2 separate regions of the Zea mays genome follow, and region 1 is linked to region 2. The links are chromatin contacts, called in public Hi-C maps. All regions are on one chromosome and are shown on one strand. Each heading gives the region's core, a stretch centred on a gene start, on an enhancer-like site or on the middle of the called end of the contact. The rest is flanking DNA. Distances are from core to core; before and after follow the strand shown.

Evidence for each region. A called contact is a pair of places that touch in the nucleus more often than the background predicts.
Region 1: a contact with region 2 is called in a Hi-C map of ear, with 3 times the contacts expected there. The contact joins the promoter of LOC100193811 here to the promoter of LOC100275579 in region 2. A contact is called at or near these places in 11 of 25 Hi-C or Micro-C datasets (bundle sheath, ear, endosperm and 4 more).

Annotation. Positions count from the first base shown.
Region 1 is chr1:253,904,968-253,909,065 of Zm-B73-REFERENCE-NAM-5.0, forward strand. LOC100193811 reads left to right here and starts at 1,883. Exons shown (of 2, transcript NM_001369652.1): 1 at 1,883-3,197. The coding sequence starts at 1,971. The coding sequence ends at 3,155.
Region 2 is chr1:253,707,233-253,711,533 of Zm-B73-REFERENCE-NAM-5.0, forward strand. It overlaps LOC100275579, which reads right to left and starts at 2,343. Exons shown (of 8, transcript NM_001349681.1): 1 at 1,941-2,343; 2 at 88-226; 3 at 1-3. The coding sequence starts at 2,207.

The DNA of each region.
Region 1 (4,098 bases), core at 633-3,132, 200 kb after region 2:
GCTTCATAAAGTTAATCACTCCACCTCCACACTAACTCAAATATTAATGAAGATTAATGTTCAGGAGAAGTATATGCACATCACTCTACAAGATATATCTTCTTCTAATAATAAGAAAGATCTGTCAATTAAAGTTAATCAAGAAAAGAAGGGAAAAGGCGAAATCAAGGAAGTCAGTCTTGATAGATCATGTGAAGAAGGTGTTGATGTGAAGATAGCTCTCATGTCGAGGAACACAATAAAGACACAAAAAAAGTGAAATGGAAATGTGCCCTTGGGCCATTTCTATTTAGTTTTGGTGATTAAGTGCTCAACACATTGTATTTGGACTAACATCATCTTGTATGAGCAATGAGAATAAGTAGTTAAAGCAAATTGAGAAAAAGGCACTAAACTCCTATAAATAGAGGAACATTATCATGCATTGTTCACACTTTTTGTTAGAAAGGAATTCACTGCTCTACCTATGAAGTTGTACTTTCTTTACCTTCTAAGATATTCATGTAGACTTTTGTTAAGTATAGAAGAAGGGAAAGAAAGTAGTATCTTTTAAGGTTGAATCATGTGTCATATCTTTGACTTGTGCTTCATTTATCTTCAATATTCTTTATGTTTTATTTACTCGCTTTTTCATCTTCATCCTTTTACTCAAACTTTCTCCATGAGAATGAGAGATTAAAAGGGTGAAGATGAAGCTTGATCTAATTGTGTTACCTTGTCATTTGATACCTTTAAGGGATCAAAATCAAGTGACCAACATTGGCGCCCACTTTCGGTGAACTCACGACAATCATAAGAAGCTTCATCATGACCCTAATGAAGAGCATGATAAGTTTCAACGCTTTGTCACTAACCTCGGGAAGGTATTTTTGGACCTTCGGCACGAAGTCTTCGTTTATTTCGTTGTTTAAACTCGTTATGAAAAACAAACTAGCACCACTAGGGGCTACTGTTGGGGGCCTTCTTCTTTCGAAGGTCCTCAAAACACTAACTCAACAAATATTTTTAGCTTGTTTCATATGCTACATGAGCAATGACGAAGGTTAGCTTCAGCTAAAACTGCTAATAGACGCAGACACGAAGACAACAACTTTGGACAAATAATGTGCGTGCATGAGTGACGAAGCCGAGTAAGATTATGAAAAGTGTTCAACACTTATTGATCAAGACAGTAAAAGGAAAAGATAACATTACCCTCAATGTATCTGATAGCTTAAATGTATAAGATTGAGAGCACGATTGTAATTTCGCCGAAGCTATACCCCACGCTTATAAATATAGGAACATTGTCATGCATTGTACACGATTTTTGTTAGAAAGGAATTCACTGCTCTAACTACGAAGTTGTACTTTCTTTACCTTCTTCTTGTAATATTACAAAGCCTAAGGTATTCATGTAGACTTTTGTTAAGTATAGAAGAAGGGAAAGAAAGTAGTATCTTTTAAGGTTGAATTATGTGTCATATCTTTGACTTGTACTTCATTTAACTTCAATATTCTTTACATTTTATTTACTCGCTTTTTCATCTTCATCATTTTATTCAAACCTTCTCCATGAGAATGAGAGATTAAAAGAATAGAGATGAAGCTTGATCTAATTATGTTGTCTTGTCTTTTGATACCTTTAAGGGATCAAAATTAAGTGATCAATATATATGAAACCCTTTATCTTTCTCTACACGTAAATTCTGTAATATTTAGAACAGCTGGATTATGTATAAATTCATATTCTAAAAAAAATCTTTCAGAAAAAGCTGAACCAAACATGTTGGTTGGTCAGCCACACTTCTGTATTTGAAATTTGTGGGACAGTTGAAATGAGAGTTTGGGTTGGAGCGTGATGAAAAGTGCTGAAATCTGGATGAGAGGCTACGGCCCAAATTTGATGCTTCGGTTGTGGAGTTGCAAGGCTGAAGGCGCAATCTCACCACAATCCCTCCCGGCGCCGCCCGCCGGTCGCTCCCGACGCTATGTTCCGCCTTCGAAATTGCATTCTTCCACATCTACTCTTCTCGTCCCGCCGCTCCTCTTCCTGCATCACCCCCCTCCATCGCCTCCTCTCCGGTTCCGCCGCCACCACCGCGAGCAACCCTTTCACGGTCGCCGACTACCTCGTCGCCAGATGCGGTCTCTCCAGGGAGCAGGTCCTCAAGGCATCCAAAATCAAAAGGATCCTCGACCTCAGGTCTCCCTCGAAGCCCGACGTCGTCCTCGCCTTCCTGGCGGGCCTCGACATCTCCGGCACCGACCTCACAACCGTCATCGCCAATGATCCCAGACTCCTTTGCACCGACGTGGGGAAGACCCTGTCTCTCCGCGTCGCCGAGCTCCGCAGCCTCGGCCTGTCAAGCCACCAGGTCGGCCAGGTAGTCATCGCCGCCCAGATCCGGTTCCGCAGCCCCTCGTTCCTCCGCAATTTTGAATTCTGGCTTGGGCTCTTCGGCTCCTTCGACGAGCTCTTGCGGTTCGTCAAGATGAACGGCAACCTCCTCAGCGTCAACCTCGAGAAGGTTGCCATGCCCAACCTGGCCCTCCTTCAGCGATGCGGGATGGAGATTTCCGATATTCCCAACACTTTCCTGTCCCGGATACTTGTCAGGAGCACTGAGCACCTCCAGGAAACTCTGGCACGCGTTTCAGAGTTTGGAATCCAGCAGGGATCGTGGGTTTTCCCTTTCGCGTTCATGAGGTTTGCGATCTTGAACCGTGAGAAGCTCGACAGTAATATACAGCTGTTTGAGAAGCTTGGGTGGTCGAGGGATGATATAGCATCAGCAGTGAGGAAGGCGCCGAATATCCTGAGCTTAACTCCGGAAAGGGTTCATAAAAAGTTGGATTTTCTAATGGGTGTTGTTGGGTTGCAGATGGCAGTCATTGTGTATCGGCCAGTGCTGCTATTGCATAGTGTGGAGCGTCGGTTGTTGCCGCGGTATTACTTGATGAAATTTCTCAAGAACAGGGGATTGATGAGTTCTAGTTTAAGCTTCCTAACTATTGCATCGATGGGCAATGATAATCTTCTGGATAAACTTGTGCACCCTCACGAGATGAGTGTCCCAGGTCTTGCTGCTGCTTATGCTTCTAGCTGCGCTGGAAAACACCAGTGGGAGCTCCTTGACGACATGACAAAGGGAAAGAGAAAGAGAAAGTGCTAAGACATGTTCTGGTAACTAGTGCTGTGAAGGATCTCTTCTAAGGTTTGCCATCTTCATAATTCATTCTTGCAACTTCTTTACATTTTGGTATGAACATCTTTATCATTACTTCATTAGCATCTATGAAGGGCGGTGTTCTAGTTCTGAAATCCCATCTAGCTAGATAAGTAGAAATGTATAGTGGACTAAAAAGGGTGGTAATATATTTGAGTTGTTTCCTTTGGTTCTTAACAATACATGTTTATGTGGTCTTTCTACTGTAATTTTATGGACTTTGTACTGTGATTTCCTAGTATTTTTTTTAGTTTTGAAGGAGCCAAATTCGTTAGCAAGTTTTGTTTTTATTTGGCTTAATATAAAACCAAAATGAAGTTAGTCATATGCTTTTGGATAGTTCTGCAAATTAGCGATTCATCATCATCATTAATTGTGTGGTGGTTTGATTTTCAGTTGGCCTTGGTGCCCATGTGCCACGATGGCGCTACTGAAGTTATATCCTGAGTTTTGTCTTGTAATGGCAGCTCTGCAAGTTAGAGGTTCATTCTTGATACTTGATAGACTGGCTGCAGCCATAGGGCCTTTAGCCAAGTTGGTTAGGTGGTCTGAGCATTGTTATTGAAGCGTCGCTTAAACGGTAAAACACGATTAAGGATTAGAACGTCCGCACGTTTTATGAAAAAGGGTTAGAGCGTCCGTTTTGGACGTTTTACTGACGTTCTATGGCGTTTTGGACGTTTTACGGCGTTTTGGACGTTTTCTGGACGTTCTAGATGTTAATGGGCCTTCCTGGGCCTTTAGCTGTCCTCATTCCTCAAACCCTAAATTCTAAGCCTCCACAGCCGTCTTCAGCCGCCCAGCCGACGTCCTCTGCGCTGCCCGCTACGGCGCTACCGTCGTCCAGAGACTCCATAGCCGCCAGGTATGCCGCCGGTCGCCGGCCCCC
Region 2 (4,301 bases), core at 1,093-3,592:
GATCTGGGACACATTTAGCATCTTAGTCAATAATGTAACTGCATGCAGTAGGGCAACTAAACCACAAGTGAGAGATGAGAAACTTACCATTGCTCTTTGCCACTGTTAAAGGAGCTTTATCCTTTGCTGCATCCTTTGCTGCAAACTCACTGCCCTGCGCGGAAGCTGCAGATGCCAAATTAGCAATTTCCTCATCCTCGAGCAATCCTAGCTTCCTCTTCCGAGCCTGAAAAAGGTCTCATTGTTTAACCATCACAATAAATATGATATAGTTGTATCTATAAAACTAGACAAACATTAAATAGATCTTAAGGAACATGTCCTTCATCTGCCTAACCTAACAAAGGGTGACAATATTCAATCACTGCTTGGTCAAGTCTGTGAAAGTTCATGATCCTGACAGAGTGAGCCTAAAATGTGAAGTGTAAAGACCCAAGTAAAGGACAGGGCTTCCAGCTTGTCTGAGATCAATTACCATAATTTCACAAGACAACACAATTATAGATACAGCAATACCTGTTCTAAGTTCTAACAAGCTTTAGGTTGTAATAAGGGACAATAAAGGTTGGGGCAAAAACTATCATGGCAGATACTAACGGTAGCAGGCCATCAGCCAAACGTAACTACTAACTAGGCTTGCAAATGGTTTGGGCCATGCCACCAAGCCACTGGCCTGGTACACGCCGCTAACCCACTGAAGCCTGCAAGCTAACCCACTTAGATGGAGTAGGTTGTTATGGGTGACCCGCATAGTCCAGCGGCGCCAGCATCTCCCAGTCCGCCGCCACCCTCACGCACCAAATCCACCTCTGAGCAGAGTTTGCAACTCTAGTGTCAGCTTCCCATTTCTGCCGCTGCCGCCTTCTCTCCTCCCACTCCCAGCCCCGGCTCTTCCACCTTTGGCCTCATTCTCTCCGTTGAGTTGTGAGCCTCCCTGAGACAAAGTTGCCGAAGAACTCCTCCGCTGCTTTCCCAATCCACCAGCAAGCTCAATCATGTCCAAGCAAGTGGCGATTAGTCCTCAATTATTAGCAATCAGTAACAGTTTGAGCAAATCAAAAGAAACTTGAAGCTAGAGGTAATCACTAAGAATGCAGATCTTGTCAACTCAATTGATTAGACTGAGTGCACATGTGCCTGCTTATGATTTAGTTATGTGTTACTTTATATTTAATAACTACACCATTAGAGGAGTTAAATAAGCAAGATTAGGCACATGTCTTACTCCATTGGCAGACACTGAAGAAAGAGCCTGTTTTCCGTCTCATCATCCCCATTGCTACATCCAAATCAAATCCATTTAACTATTAGCATTGTAGCATGGACTACTCCATTCGAGAGAACCCGTCACGGACTCTGCTCTACATGGCTGACCAGGCTCAATCCAAATAAATGTATGTTCTGCTTCAATTAGCTTATAATTAGCAACCCCTCTTCTGTTTAACTTTCAGTTAGAGCAAGGCTTTCATGACAAATAAACCACTTCTTCCTTCACTGCATGGCTTTCTCTGACCATGACTAGATTGTGTCAAGGATGATCAACATTGACCAATTTATTAGAGTGAGAGGGTGTTAGTTTGTTCAACAATAGCCTATAGCATAACTTTTTCCCAATACGCACCAAACCTGGAACTTGTGCTGAACGTGGAATGTGTTTATCGACTACTGAAAAACAACAAGTTCATTTACCATAACTTTGAACTCTGAGCATAACACTGCACGCCGCCCCATTTGCATTCCTAATGGTTACTATGTACACTACCAATATAGGGAATCATCTAAGAAAGTTAATCTCACAATGGAACTGACGGGGCATGGAGGTGAATTAGGCTTGCGGAATGAAGATTGATTCGGCTGTAAGACTGAAATACTATTTGCTCCGGACACAAACTAACAGCAGGGATAGCACCAACGATAACAGACGGCCAGACATGACATACCCTCTCCTTGCGCGCCTCCTTCTTGAGCTCGAGCTCCTGGAGCGCCTGCGCGCGTCGGGCCTCGAGCGCCTTGAGCTCCTGCTCCTTGAAGGGCCACTCGTTGGGGATCCCGGGGTCCTTCTCGACCTTCTTCCGCTGGCCGGCCTTGCCCTCCTTCTTGGCCTCCTTGCGCTTCTTGCGGTGGTGCTCCTTCACCTTGCGCAGCACCTTGTGCTTCTGCCGCAGCGTGACGCGCTTGCTCTTGCTCTTCTTGCTTCTCTTCACCATCTCGCCGACGCCTGTCGAGGCGGAGGAAGTAGCTTGCGGTCCTGAGGTGGAGAGTCGGTCGGTACTCCAGAGGGAGGATGGCTTGGCGGCGTCGAGGACACAGAGGGAGTTAGGGTTTTAGAAGGGCGTCGATACTGGATAGGCCTGAAAAGGGCTCCGCTGCTAAATGAGCCCATGTAGCGAAGCGGGCCGACCCCAAACAGAACGCCGCCAGTCAACCAGTCGAAGAGCCGCGATACGGCGGCTCCGCAAGTAGGGGCAACGACTGTTATGCAACCAGTCCTTCTGTGCAAGTGTGCAAATAAAACATTTGATTCATTATATTACGATCCAACCGCAGATATTATCATAGTTTGTTAAATTTTTTTATAAAGATTATTGAGCTGGTAGTGCAAGGGTTTAAGTGTTAAATGTGACCTACGGTTGGATCACGATCTAATGAATCAAATGGTTTGCTTGCACGCTTACACAGAAGGACTGCTTGCATAGCAGTCATTGTCTGGCAGTTAGACCCGTGGGTTTCGTACCCGATGGATATGGATATGGGTAGAAAAAATCACCTGTCGGTCCTGTCGGGTCGGATACCCGAAATACATCGGATAGGATACAGATATAATATTTTACCCGCGGTTATCCGGTGAATACCCGAAATATCAATATATCTTCTTAAATGTGTTATATTTACTAAAATTTAAAGCCCATGAAAAGACGGAGCCAAAAAATCATAACTCACACCCCGCCACACTATCCCTAATTCCATTCATCTCTCATGTCCTCTCGAGTACCAGCTCTGGCCGCCATCGGGCACAAGTAGACAAGCTCAAGTGAGCAACCTCGTCATACCACCGCACCCCGCCCATGATTCGACATTGTGCGAGTGCGCAACCACGTTGGCCAACCCAGCCGAGGATCTATATGCGCCGCCCCACGCCCCAGCCCGCCCAAGCTTCCTCCGACTCCGGCGTCTCGCGCTCAATCTCCGGTTACCCGTGACCCTGACTGCGCCCTCTGATGATCCTTCCAGCTTCCCTTTGTGTCCCTTTTTCTCCAAGTATCCTCCGGTTAGTCAAATATTGTCTAGTTATTTAGATGAAAACTAAATTATTTTAACATTTATTATAACAATAATTAAATGTTATTTAGTCTAAAAACATATCCATCGGATACCCTATACTCGATGGATACCTGGTGGGTACGGATACGGGTACAGTTCCTCGTCCAATTGGCTTGGTGGGTATGGATATTTGTAGAAGACTCGGGTACAACATCGGGTCGGGTATTACTATACCCGAACATAATTCGATCCACTGCCATCCCTATCCGCAAGCGTGGAAGTGGATGTGGACGGCGACGAGGGGAGGGGCGCCACGGCCACAGCCCACAGTCGCAGGCCACAGCTAGGCGGACTCGGAAGGCGGTCTCGGTCCAGCGGCACTAAGGCTTATGCGTTCATACTGTATCTATATTATATTCATGTTCTTTATATAGCTATAAAAGATTCTCTCCTCTATCGTTCGGTAGGCTGGCAGTTCGAACTGCTACATCTACAATTCATAGAGATAAAATAATGTAGAAACCACAGTCGTGACTAGATTAAAGCCACAACAAGCCGCAGCGAATAAGTCATATATCTCTTTTTCTTCGGTAGTGGCTTCTACATCTCGTCATCTATATATAAATACTCATATTAGACATGTTTTAGTTTTAGTTTTTATATATATGTATTGATCATATTATCAGACATATTATACATATTTTAGTTTTACTAAATCTGTTGTTTAAAATACTAAAATGGATAGAAATAATCTAAAAGTCTCCTCTAAATTTAGAGAATCATGTAGAGGATATTGCTGGGTGCGTAGAGAATTAGGTTAGAGGATGTTTTAGAGCGTCGGTTGGAGAGAGTCTCACAAACGCTCCCAGCGGAAGCTCGTGAGAAGCCCAACGTTTGGAATATGGCTTCTGCATTTTTTCATCTACAAATATACAGTTAGAGCAACTATAATAACACTTTACCAGAAGGCTAAATACTAAATTGTAGAAGAGAGATGGGGAGAGAGGAGAAACAGGAAAACCATGGGCAATAGAAAATCA